Regions from separate parts of the Oryctolagus cuniculus genome. Here region 1 is linked to region 2. The links are chromatin contacts, called in public Micro-C maps. All regions are on one chromosome and are shown on one strand. Each heading gives the region's core, a stretch centred on a gene start, on an enhancer-like site or on the middle of the called end of the contact. The rest is flanking DNA. Distances are from core to core; before and after follow the strand shown.

Region 1 (6,819 bases), core at 2,915-5,414, 500 kb before region 2:
CTAATAAATTACACAAACTTTGTGGCTCACTTTCTTGCCAGCTTCTAGAGGCTGCTGGCAGTCCTGGGCTGGAGACTCCCAATGTCTTTAAAGTGAGTGACACTGTAGTGTCTTAGTTTGTACAAATATACTCTCTGATGCTCCCGAGAGGACTAACTCGCCTAAGTGACACCACCGTGTTATGTAAGAATTACAATGGGCCCAGGGGCTGCACTAACTACTCTGCAACATTATCTCAAGAATCAAACAGGGACTGGCGCTGTGGCATAGCAGGCAAAGCTCCCACCTGCGATGCCGGCCTCCCATATAGGTGTGGGTTCGAGTCCCAGCTGCTCCACTTCTGATCCACTCCCTGCTAACGGCCTAGGGAAACAGTGGAAGATGGCCCGAGTGTTTGGACTCCTGCTATCCATGTGAGAGACCTGGAAGAAGCCCTTGGCTCTTCTGAAGCCAGGCTTCAGCCTGGCCCAGCCCTGGCTGTTGTGGCCATCTGGGGAGTGAACCACTGGATGGAAAATCTCTGTTTCTCCCTTTCTCTGTAACTCTTCAAAATAAATAAAAATAAATCATAGAAAAAAATCAAACGACCACTGTATGAGTTCTGCTGCTATTCCCATGTTACAGATGCAGAAATGGGAGCACACAGGCTAATGACCTGGCCCAGGGTCCCCCAGCTGGCTGTAAATGAGAGCCTGAAGCGCATGGGTTGTTCCCTAAGTAGCTCCACCGCCTGCTTTGAACCATTACGCCACCTAGCCTCTCAACAAACCCGGCGTCTCGGCAGAGCGACTTTCCTAAGAACAGCACTAGCACGTCACTTCCAGAGCGCGCGGGCTGACTCCCTTTCACCACCCAGCCGGTTGCCAAGGTTCCAACTCTTCCTTGATGGGGTGTCTACAGCCTATAGGAAACAATAATCAACAGTCTGTGTCTGGCTGTCACTCTGACCAGGCCAAATGAAGACGCTCTTCGAGTAATCCACACATATGTGACATACAGGAAGCACTCAGGCACGCGCAACCCTGGCGCCGCTCAGATAAGTGAATCGGAGCTGGCCCAGAGCTGTTCTGAAACTTCCGTTCTGAGGAAGTACCGATCTGGGCACTCCTCACCCCCGAGCTGACTACGCCTCGCCGGTGGTCTTTGAGGCCAGTGCTTTTCAAATGTTAAGGTACACACAAGTCACCCCAAATTGCTAAGGTGCAGATTCTGATTCCCAGGCTCTGGGGTGGAGCTGGAGAGCCTCTCTGCAACAAACTCGCAGGCCATCCCCAGGCCACACTGGTCCCCAGACTGCAATGCGCTTCCCTACTGAAAACCTATGGTGCTCATTCAGGTGGATACCAGCTGTCGGAGGTCACCAGCACTGTGCTAAGTGCCGAGCACAAATAAGACAAGGTCCTTGCCCCTGGGCTTTTCTCTGAATCCCACAAATCAAGGGCAATGTCCAATGAAGTGAACCCCCACCCCGGAAGACAAGACCCTGGCAGAAGTATCTGCAGAGCAGAGCCTGTGCACAGCGTGCGGGAGGGGCACGGATGCTGCGGTGCAGACTCTCATTTAAGGACTCGGCGGTGACTCCAGCCTTGCTCAAGCAGATGTTCCTGAGACGCAGAGCACGTGATGCACGAAGCCAGGCATCCCCGCGGCTCCAATGGCAGCAAAACCCGTGCACAGGGAACCACGTTCACACGCCATCTCTGGTCACCTGTTCATTCCCATTAAGACCGGCCAGCGTTAGAGAGTCAGGGTGCAAACAAAACACTCTATAAAAAGAGAGGTCAGCACAGTGGTACCCAGGGTAGGAGCTTGGTGCCAATGGCTGAGATGCTGCGTGGGTGCCCGCATCTCCTATCGGAGTGCTGGGGTGTGAGCCCTGGCTCTGCTCTCAACTCCAACTTCCTATCAGTGCACACGCTGGGAGGCAGCAGGTGCTGGCTCAGGGTCCTGCATCCCTGTCACCCACATGGTAGACCCAGAGGGGATCCCCAGCTCCTTGGTTTGTCCTGGCCTAGCCCAGGCTCTTGTGGGAATGATAAGAAAATGAGAGATCTCTCTCTCTCTCTCTGCCTTTCAAATAATTAAAAATAAATAAAAAAAATTTTTTGAAGTGGTTCCTGATGAGAGAAGCAGCTTGATGGTCGTGGACATACTAAATATTAGAGCTGAATGGAGAGTTTTATCAACAACCAAACCCCTTAGTTTAGAAGGAAACTAAAATCCAAAGCAGTTAAGGCAGTGGCTCACAAGTGGGGCAATTTTCTACCTTCAGGGAGATCTGACAATGTCTGGAGACATCTCCAGTTGTTACAACTGATGGTGTGCGACTGGCATCTAGTGGGTAGATGTCAGAGATGCTGCTAAAAACCCTATGAGGCACACTGCAGTCAAGAATTATTTGTCCCAAAATTTCAATAGTCCTGAGGCTGAGGCTGGTGCTGTGGCGCAGTAGTTAAGCCACCACCTACAATGCCCATATCCTATATGAGTGCTGGTTCAAGTCCCAGCTGCTCCGTTTCTGATCCAGCTCCCTGATAATGTACCTGGGAAAGCAGTGGAAGATGCCTGGGCCCCTGCCACCCTGTAGGACACCCCATGGAGTTCCTGGTTCCTTGCTCAGGCCTGGCCCAGGGCCAGCCCCAGCCCTTGTGGCTCTGTGTGTGTGTGGGGGGGGGGGCGTAAATCAGCAGATAGAAGACCGCTGTCTCTTCCTCTTTCCCTGTCGCTCTGCCTTTCAAAGAAATAAAATCAGTCTTAAAAAAAAAGTGGTGCTGTGGCTAAGAAAGCTTGAGTTAAGGAATCTTTTGGAGGCCCGAAGGTGAGCATCACAACCTGGCACAGAGTACAGCACGCTGGGGCGATGGAGCTGTCACACAGGTGCAGGCCCCACAAGGCAGCCGACAGTGACCAGTGGCTGCTACAGAAAGTGATACTGACGAACTACATTTTAAACCCTATTTGTCTTTAAGCATCTAAACGACATCCGCAGTCACTGGCTGCCCCACTGGACAGGGCAGACTTCTGCTGCCAGTCTCCTAACTCCCAGTCCGGCTTCGTCCAGTTTCACTGCCTGCTTCTTCTTGCTCTTCTGAAGTCACAGCCCCACTTGCCTTTGTAACTAAGACTTGGCTGGGGAAATAGACAAAGGTCAAATACCAGCTACAAACACCTCAATAAAACATACCCAGTTAAACATCCCCTTTTGTACACTGGGGAATACGACAAAGGTATCAGATCCTGGTTACACACACGCACAGTAAGGCTTCGGATTACTCTAGCCCCACTTGCTGGGAAGGGTCGTTTGACAGACATAATACAATCGCGAGGCTTCCGATCTGATTCTCCTCTTGGTCACTTCACAGTCCCTCTCACTTCTCAGAGGCTGGCTAAGCAAGCAGGCGGGGCTACATCACTAGCAAAAATCTCCCGCTGCTGACATCTGTGCCTTCGCCGGCCACTCTCTGATCTGCTGGGACCACACGAGCGAGGCATTGGGCTAAGCGCTACACATACACGGTGTCATTTCATTCTCACTGCAGCCCTTTGGGGCTGAAGAACTTGGCTCACATCACACAACAGGTCGGGGACAAAGCCGGGACTCCCCGATAGGACTCCATACCGCCTGCTCTTAAGCACTGCGCTAAGGGCCTGCACCCTGGGGAAGCAACACCGCCCAGGAAGGCTCGAGGGCTCCCAGCAGGGAAGAGGGCGGGCGGGGGATGCACGGCCAGGGCGGGGTCCCAGCAGTTCTTACTTCTCGATCTCCAGCGCTGCCACTTTCCGCTTTTCGTACAGCTTGTCATTGAGGGCCCGCACGATGTTGGGCGTCAGCGGCGCGAAATCCTTCTCCGGGTTCATGCTGGCAGCTCCGAGGGAGTCCTGCAGCCTCCGACTCTTCAGCCCGCGGCGGCCGGGACAGCGCCGGGGCCACGGGAGTCTGCGGCTCCAAGCTGCCGCCGGCGCCGGCTCATGTACCACGCCGCCCCGGGCCGTCTGTCTCGCTCCGCCTTCGCGCGCCGCCTCGGAACCCCGGCCCAGGTCCCGCTCCCTCACGCCTTACCCTTGCCGCCTAAAAGGCTCGCGCAACTCAATCCCGCCCGGCTCAGGCGGCTCTCACGGGGTAGCGGCCATGTTGCTCGAGTCACATGACTCCGTCCCAGCTTCCGCCTTCCGCCGCGAGGACCCTCCCCTAGCCGGCCACGCCCCCGCACGCCGGCCGCAGGTGGATTTGCCACGCCCCCGGAGTCCCCGCCCCTCGGTTTAGGGTCCAGCTCTGAGCGCCCCGCCGCCGCCTAAGTGTGTGGTTTGCGACGTCCCCCGCGGGTTGGGTCCCGCCCATTCAGCTGCCGGCTTGGCACGTGGTGTAGACGTTCTCGGGAACGCGGGGCTTCTAGGAGCCTGATTCATAATTGGCATAATTTATTCCAAACTTAGCGAATTCAAAAGTTCAGTCCTTTGCCGCTTACCAGTTAATTTCACATTAGCCACCCGTAATACTCTTTATCTGATATTTTCCTTTAATCAACTCACTTAAAAAAATCTAAATTTCTTTCCTTAGGCTTGCTTATACCGTGAAATTATGGGTTTAACTGGATGGCTATATATATATATATATATATTTTTTTTTTCCTGACTCTTTAAAATAAACTCAATTAAGGCCGGTGTTACTTGTCTACTACCATTTCAGGGACCAGTAGCAGCCGGTGGCAACAGGCTCTGATCCTGAAGAGACGCCGGGCCCCGGAGGGCAGAAGCCCCAGATGCGGATGGAGCTGCTGGAAGCAGCCCCTTCAGGTGCTTTGAAAGTTAACTGAAAGGTGGGACAGAAATGGCTGCCAGGTGGTGAAACTTTAAATACCAGTCTGTGGCTGGGTTGCAGTTAAAGTGCAGCACCAGGGAGCTGTGAGTCATAGGCGCCCCCAAAGGCGCTGTGTGTGTTGGGGGGGAGGCCCAGAGGATGGATGGCATCGCAGGAGAGGGTTAGCTGCTGTCACAGGGGGTGTGTTAGGAAAGGAGTCAGCCCCTCCTTGCCTTCTGCCTTCCACCATGGGATGGTCTGGTACCCGGGTCCTTGCTAGATGCTGACGCCAGGCCCCTGGAACTTCTCGGCCTCCGGAATCATGAGCCAAATAAGCCTCTGTTCCTTCCAACATACCCCGTCAGTGGTATTAAGTTATAGCAGCAGGGATCAGGCTAAGACACTGGGAGATGCACAGTTCCTCCCTTATGCTTCCAGCGTGGACGGGGACTTAGGATAAAGGCTAGACCAGTAAATCTTAAATAGGAGCAGTTTGAGAGTACACGAGAGGAGCTTTTCTCTAATGAGTGAAAAGCACATACCTAAAGCTTATAACGCTCTTGAAAATCAAATATTATTCTCACAACAAAGATCAGAAACACAATAAATGACAGTATACACACACACACACACACACACACATATATATAGTTAGTGAGTAGTCATATTATATGGTAGGCAGAATTCTAGAATAGCTCCCAGGGTTCTCCCCTTTGGCTACATGCCGTGTACAGTCCTCTCGAGTGTGAACAAGACTTGCAAACATCATAGGCTATCACTCACATGATTCCACTACATTATATGGCAGAAGAGAGTCTGCAGATGTAGTTAAGGTCCCTAATCGGTTGACCCTGAGTTAATAAAAGGGGGAGACTATCTTGGGTGGGCCTGATCTAATCAGGCAAGTCCTTACAATGGTTAGAAGAGATCTGAAATGGGGGAAGGAAGCTCCTGCTGGCCTTGAGGAGTGAACCATCATGTCATCACTGCTCGTGGTCAGCCGCATGGTAAGGACCCGACCTCAGAGGGATCTCCAGTGGCTGAGAGCAGTTCGCTGACATCAGGTCCTAAGAAAATGGAGATGTCAGTCATGTGGATGCAAGGGTGAATTTCCCCAACACCGCGTGGGGGCAGGGAGACAGATCTTTGCCAGCTTGAGCCTCATGATGAGGACACAGCTGGCTGGCACCTTGAAGTCACCCTTGTGGGACTCTGAGCTAAGAACCCTAGACAGTCCATTCCTCCCATGAAAACTGTGAGATGATAAATCGTGTTGTTTTACGAAGCTAGGGTTGCGGTAATTTATGTTGCCACAGGAAACAAATACAGGGGCTAATCCAAAGCCCAGAAAGTCCTGGAGAAACCATGCTTGGACAAACCTATGAAAAGCAGCCTTTTCCATACCGGTGGAGTTTCAGTTGTTAAAATCTTTCCAGCACAATCTGATGAATGAAGTTAGGTGAGCCAACAATGTGAAAGCTTCCAAAAATACAGACTCAGCTGCAGGATGTACTACAGAATGGTTTCCTCCTCTCTCTTCTGTATAAAGTGTTGCTACCAAAAGCCTTTTCCGAATGTTTGGCAAAGTTTGTGCTGTTAGGATTTTGATGATGGCTTATGCAAAATAATGAAAAGTTAAATTCATGGGAGTGATTTGGGTCTATTTCCTCAATGTGTATTCGTTTCCACTACTATCTAATGTAATTGTTCATCTGTTTCTTTGGTTTTTGGTTTGAATTTTTCTTAAAGGTGAACTGAATTCCCCAGTGGGTTCTAGCGTGTTATGGTTTTTAATAACTGAAACAAGGAGGAAATTTAAAAATTTTTTTACCACAAGGAACTCTCTCTTCCTGAAATTACATTTTGGATCAGGGTGCTGGGAAATCAGTTTCTTATTCAAGGCCCAAACCAATCCCTTATCCTAGTTTTAGATTAGAAGCTCCCACAAAGAAGTGATGTTTCCGGAAATGCCAACTGGGGCTGGCGCTGCGGTACAGCGGGTTAAAGCCCCAGCCTGCAGC
Region 2 (6,360 bases), core at 685-3,184:
AGCACCTGGCTCCAAGCCCTGGCTCCACCGCCAGTTCCAGCTTCCTGCTAATGGGGACCCTGGGAGGCAACAGGTGAAAGTTTAAATAATTGAGTCCCTCCCACCCCTGTGGGAAACTGGGACTGAGTTCCTGGCTCTGAGCTTCATCCTGGCCTAGTTCCAGCCTTTGTGGGGATTTGCTGAATCAGCTAGCAGATGGCTGCTCACTCTCTCTGCCTCACAAATAAACTTTTAAAATACTTTTTAAATTGTGCTACTGACATAATAAGTACAACAATATCCAGGTGACTGTATTCTACTAGCATTTACTTTTGTATTGATATTTTAGTGCAGTTTTCACCTTTTCATGTTTCAATTATTTAGAAGCCTGTCCACATTAGCGGTGTGTGTACTCCCTGAACTAACAGGTGTCATTACTGTACCTTAGTAGCAGTTTGTTTGCCACAAGGTGTGTACAAATTACGTGTAAAAAGTTGTTCTCAGTCAAGATTACCCATCAACATCTCTTCTCACTTAGGAGTTTCTGTTTTGATTTGCACCGTTAGTAGCTACGCTCACACCCAGACAATTCTGAAAGCGACAGCGAGGCCTTTCTGCATTCACTGAAATCCTCAACAAGGGCCGGTGAAGTCCATCACAGCCTCTTCTGTCTTAACTACACAGTGCCTACTGGCCACCGCCATCATGCTTGCATCTCAACTAGGTTTTGGAAAAAGCTGGATTTCGGTCACTTATCAATCAGTGGCTAAAGGTGGGCTGTGCAATCTATAGAATTACCTGCGCCGGAGGACAACTACGGTGATCCAACACACCCATGCTTCCTGACTGCACCCCGGCCGCGTGCCACCTGTCATCATCACGCCCCTCACTCACTCTGCTGCAGCCGCCCTGCAAGACCCCAGGCACCTTCCAGGCCCAAGGCCTTGCAGCGGCCGGACCCTCCGCCTAACTCATTCCCTCACCTTCCAGTAAGCGGAGGCTACCCTGCCTTGCTCACTTCCAACTGCCTCTCGCATTCCCTTTCTTGCGGCATGTTTCCTTCTCCCAAGGCAGCCCCTTCCTTCTAACCCACAGTTCATCTCTGCGGCCCGCAGCGTGTGGCTGACAGAATGTCTGGGAATCATGTTCTGTGCACTAGGCACTCCACAGAGCTTTGTGGCATCATAAGTCTGCTGGGTGGGCCAGAAACACTCTGCTTATACTGCGGACTCCCGCAGAAAGTCACGTAGCGCCCCGCCCGAAGCCACAAGGGGAACACCTGTAAAACCCCTGAGCCTAACGTGCAACCCGCACAGCTGTTCCCTCTCCGGTCCACACCCGGAGAGGAGTTATAGAAGTGCTTCGACCAACTTCTTCCAGCGACACAAGCGCGTCTCCCGCGCTCACCATGGCCCCGGGGCGCCCCAAGAGCTCATTTCCAGGGGCGGAAATGAGTGGAGAGCACTCCGTCCCGGCTCCTGTCTCGCACCCCGGAAACTGGGAGGAGGACCCGGGCTCTCGACCCGGCCTGGATTACCTTGGCTCGCGCCCACCAGGGAGCCCACAGTCTGGAGCCGCGGCGCTTCCACTCGCCCGCCTCACGCGAGGGCACCAGTCTCCATTTCCGCCCCCAGGGATGCTTCCCGGGGTGGTCGCTCCTTTGGGTCCTCGGCGAACCCAGCCCCTGGACAGCGGGGTTGCCAGCCAGGAGGCTCGGGGGGCGGGGGGCGCTCCTGGTGGTACCCGGACCCACCTCCAGGTCACGCTGTCACGGAACGCCCGCCGCGGCCGCCCGAGGGCCCTCACGGTCACACTGCGCACGCGCCCTCCAGGCGGGGCTTGCGTCACGGCGTCTACGTTACGCAGCGCCGGGGACTTCTCTCCCTCAGGTTTCGTTTCTCCGCGGGATACCGGAGCTGGGAAGCCCCCGTCTCCCGTCCCGCCCGGCTGCTATGGCAACAGAAGCTGCGCGCGCAGCCGGAGCGCCCTTGGCCCCGCCCCTCGAGGGTGGAGAAGTGGGAGCGGGTTTGGGGCGGGGCTGATCTTTTCCGGACGTGGTGGCCGCAGAATTACAAACTCCCGCAGAAACAGCCCAAAAACAAACGAACAAACAAAAAAGTGAATTAAATAGCTAATAAGGGTGCACAGAGTTGTTTTCCTACTACGAAAAGAGAACTGGAAATGAAAGCGTCTCCTGGCCCAGTTGAGATTTAAAGTGGCCCCTGTAGGGGAGCCCAGGAGTGGTGGGGGCGACGCTCACTGCAGACAGGTGTGCATGAGGGCCCGCAGCCCTCCTCCCGCGACTTATCCTCAGGCAGTCGGGACAAAGCGTTCATTTCAGCACCTCAAAAATAACAGCAACAAAATGGAGACTGCCCAAGTGTAACTTCAAGGACGTCTACGACCGTGTTCATGGTGCCACCATGCAACACAGACACAGCCCATGCGGCGCCAGCAGGCCGTCAACAGTGCTGCGCGCGAACGGGAGAGCGCAGAGCGATGCGAGGCGCTTCCAGTGTTTGTGCAGATAGCTAGGAACAGAAAATACTTCTTTACAAGTCCTTCAGAACATGCACTAGTGGACAAGCGCTTATCCTTTCAAAACAATGGTGCTAGGTCAGTGGGATAGCGACATGGAAAAAACTCGATTTGTTCTCTCCTCCCATCATAAACAAAAAGAAAATTTCAGTTGGACGGCTTATCTGCATTCTAAAAGTCAGTAAGAAAACCTAAGAATGTCCTTGTGACCCTGAAGTGGACACAAAAGACACTAATGATAAAAGAAAAATAATAATTTGAGCATATTAAAATTAAGAATATCTATTCATGAAAAGACACCATTGAGAATGAAATCTATGTGGGAGAAGACATGATATATAATACTTATATATACACACATGTGTTTCAGAACACGTAACTCCTACAAATAGACATTCCAATAGAAGAATGGATGAATATTTCAAAAAGATCAGATCCAAAGCCCCAACAGACATGAAAATGTGCTCAACTTCACTAACTGTTGGGAAAACACAAACTATAACTGCAATAAACTACCACCATATACCAGAAAGATGTCTCAAGTGACAAGGACTGAAAACAAGGGTACTGGAGAGGTTGAGAAGCAGCAACAGGAACTTCTTCCGAAGAAAATTATCTCCCAAATTCAATGTTGGTTGCCTTTTCTTTTTCTCATTTACATGTTTCGAGGTGCTCATACATACAGTGAGGTGCGCAGAATTACAGTGTTCTGCTCACTCACTCTTGTCAAACACCTGTTGATGCCAGAAAGTCTGTGCATGCTCCTTCTCAGTCTCCCATGCTCTAGTAGGAACCACAGATCTGTTTCCGGTCACCACAGTTCTGCCTTCTCTAGAATTTCACATAAATTCAACTGATGCAGTTTACATCATTTTTGTGTCCACGCTCTTTCCATTCAGTGTACTTTTAAAAAATATTCAGCCAGGGGCTGGCGCTGTGGCGTATCAGGTAAAGCTGCCACCTGAAGTGCCAACATCCCATATGCGTGCTAGTTCAAGTCCCAGCTGCTCCACCTCCAATCCAGCTCTCTGCTACGGCCTGGGAAAGCAATAGAAGATGGCCCAAGTGTTTGGGCCCCTGCACCTACAGGGGAGAGCCGAAAGAAGCTCCTGGCTCCTGGCTTTGGATTGCCTCAGCTCCGGCCAGTGCAGCCATTTGGAGATTGAACCATTGGATGGAAGACCGACCTCTCTTTCTGCCTCTGTCTCTCTGTAATTCTGCCTTTCACAAATAAAAAAAATTTTTTTTTAATTTAGACAGGTAGTTTTGTGTATCTGTAGTTTGTTTCCATTTATTGCTAGGTAGCATGGCCTTGTATGAGTGGACCCTAAGTTTTTTAATCTATTTTCCTGTTGATGGACAGTTTGAGGATATTATAAGTAAACTTGCCAAGAACATTCTGCTACAAAATGCTTTGCTAAATGCATGTGTTCCTTACACTTAGGTAAGTGATGTAGGTGTAGAGCCCACGTTATTGAGTAAATCGGAGTTTCTCAACCTCTGTACTATGGACACTCTGAGAATCACGGAAGTAAATACAAATGGGGTCTTCAAAGTGCTCATGGAAATGTGTATTATGAAAAATTACGCATGGATTTCAATGTTTGCACCAAAATCAATATTTTTTATTTATTTGAAAGGCAGAGTTAGAGAGAGAAAGAGAGATGGAGAATGGAGAGAGAGATAGAGATCTTCCATCACTGATTCATTCTCCAAATGGCCACAATGGCCAGGGCTGGGCCAGGCCAAAGCCAGAAGCCTGAAATTCATCCAAGTCTCCCACCTGGTTCCACTGCTTTTCCCAGGCCATTAGCAAGGAGTTGGATCGGAAGTGGTGCAGCCCATACTTAAACCGGTGCCATATGGGATGCTGGCATTGCAGGTGGCGGCTTAGCCTGTTACTCCACAATGCCCATTCCTGAATTTATCTTTTAATTCCACTTTTCTGGGAATACCTTGAAGTACCCTCATGTGTAACTGTTTTAAAAGTCCCCAACTTTCCAAAGTGGTTACTCCATTTTATATCCCTTCTCCTAATACATTAGAATTTGTTACTTTACATTCTTATCAACTTTTGGTGTTGTAAATCTTTTTCATTTGAACGATTATTGGAATTACTTTTTAAAAAGGATTTATTTCATTTATTTGAAAGGAAGAGTGAGAGAGAGAGAGGAAGCAAGAGAGAAAGGGATCTTCCATCTGCTGGTTCACTCCCCAAATGGCTACAATGGCCAGGCAGAAGTCAGGAGCCTGGAACTCTGGGTCTCCCATGTGGTGGCAGGGCCCAAGTACTTGGGTCGTCTTCCGCTGCTTTCCAGGTGCATTAGCAAGGAGTTGCCTCAGAAGTGGAGCAGCTGGGATCTGAACCAGTCTTTTGCTATGGGATGCTGTCTTCAGGAGCATCAGTTCAACTGCTGTACCACAATGCCAGCCACAACTGGTTGCCTTAAAATGATATTAATAAATATTAATAAAAATGCAATGATATGACTATTGTTCCTTTGGGGGACTGAAGACCAGGTAAAGGACAAGTAATCTCTTGAACAGATTGCTATGATCCTTGAGGTTTATACATGCTATCAGGAATGTCCCCAAGAGCAAAGCTTTCAGTGACTCAGCCCAGACTAAAATAATCAGAATATTCACTAACACTGAGAAGAAAATGTATGCTAAGAATGAGATCCTTAAAAATTTAACCTTCTCAAAACTCCATGAAGTGGATACATGCATTGTCCCCATTTTATAAACAGAGAAATTAAGAATCAAAGTGAGTACGCAAGTTGCTGAAGATCACACAGTCAATAAAAGGTAGGCCTGGTGTTTGCACTTGGGTTTCTCTGAATCCTAGGCCAGCCTGTTACAAATAAAATTCCTACAAATTCTCTCGAGTAACTTAAGAACATCTTTATTGTCCATGCCAGAAATACAGTAAGCCGGCCGGCGCCGCAGCTCACTAGGTTAATCCTCTGCCTTGCGGCGCCGGCACTCCGGGTTCTAGTCCCAGTCGGGGCGCCGGATTCTGTCCCGGTTGCCCCTCTTCCAGGCCAGCTCTCTGCTGTGGCCCGGGAGTGCAGTGGAGGATGCCCCAAGTGCTTGGGCCCTGCACCCCATGGGAGACTAGGCGAAGCTCCTGCCATCGGATCAGTGCGGTGCGCTGGCCGCAGCACGCCAGCCGCGGCGGCCATTGGAGAGTGAACCAACGGCAAAAGGAAGACCTTTCTCTCTGTCTCTCTCTCTCACTGTCCACTCTGCCTGTCAAAAAAAAAAAAAAATACAGTAAGCCAGCAATTAAAACAAAAAAAGAGCAGGGTTTCAATCATTTGTCATGAAAGCAAGACAGTAGGTTATTGCAAAGTTTTTAGAAAAGATGAAATACTATGAATGAAATTAGTCTCTATTATTTTGCTTATTTATTTATGTATTTGAGAGGCAAAGGGGTGGGTAGAAAATGCTCTCATATGCTGGTTCACTCTTCAAATGTCTACAATGACTGGGGTTCTATCAGGAAAAAACTGACAGCTGAGAACCCAATCCGAGTCTCCCACATGGGTGAGAGGGACCCAGCTAGTTGAACCATCACTTGCTGCCTCCCAAGGTACACAAGAGTAGGAAGCTAGAACTGGGAGTGGAGCCAGGACTACAATCCGGGCATCTGATGAGGGATATGGGTATTCCCAACTGATGTCTTAACTGGCAGGCCCAAAACTTGCCCTAGCATTTATAACCTGTAAAAGCTGAAAGAAAACAACCAAACCAATAACCATACTATGAGATTGGCAAAATCAGCTAAAAAAGCATAATTAGGTAGATGCATTCAACACTGACCCTTAAATGTATATTGTA

The links. A called contact is a pair of places that touch in the nucleus more often than the background predicts.
Region 1: a contact with region 2 is called in a Micro-C map of ear pinna, with 2.7 times the contacts expected there. The contact joins the promoter of VAC14 here to the promoter of CMTR2 in region 2. A contact is called at or near these places in 2 of 6 Hi-C or Micro-C datasets (ear pinna and an unstated tissue).

Annotation. Positions count from the first base shown.
Region 1 is chr18:56,452,387-56,459,205 of mOryCun1.1, reverse strand. It overlaps VAC14 (VAC14 component of PIKFYVE complex), which reads right to left and starts at 4,164. Exons shown (of 20, transcript XM_017342353.3): 1 at 3,755-4,164.
Region 2 is chr18:55,955,496-55,961,855 of mOryCun1.1, reverse strand. It overlaps CMTR2 (cap methyltransferase 2), which reads right to left and starts at 1,934. Exons shown (of 2, transcript XM_051847018.2): 1 at 1,733-1,934.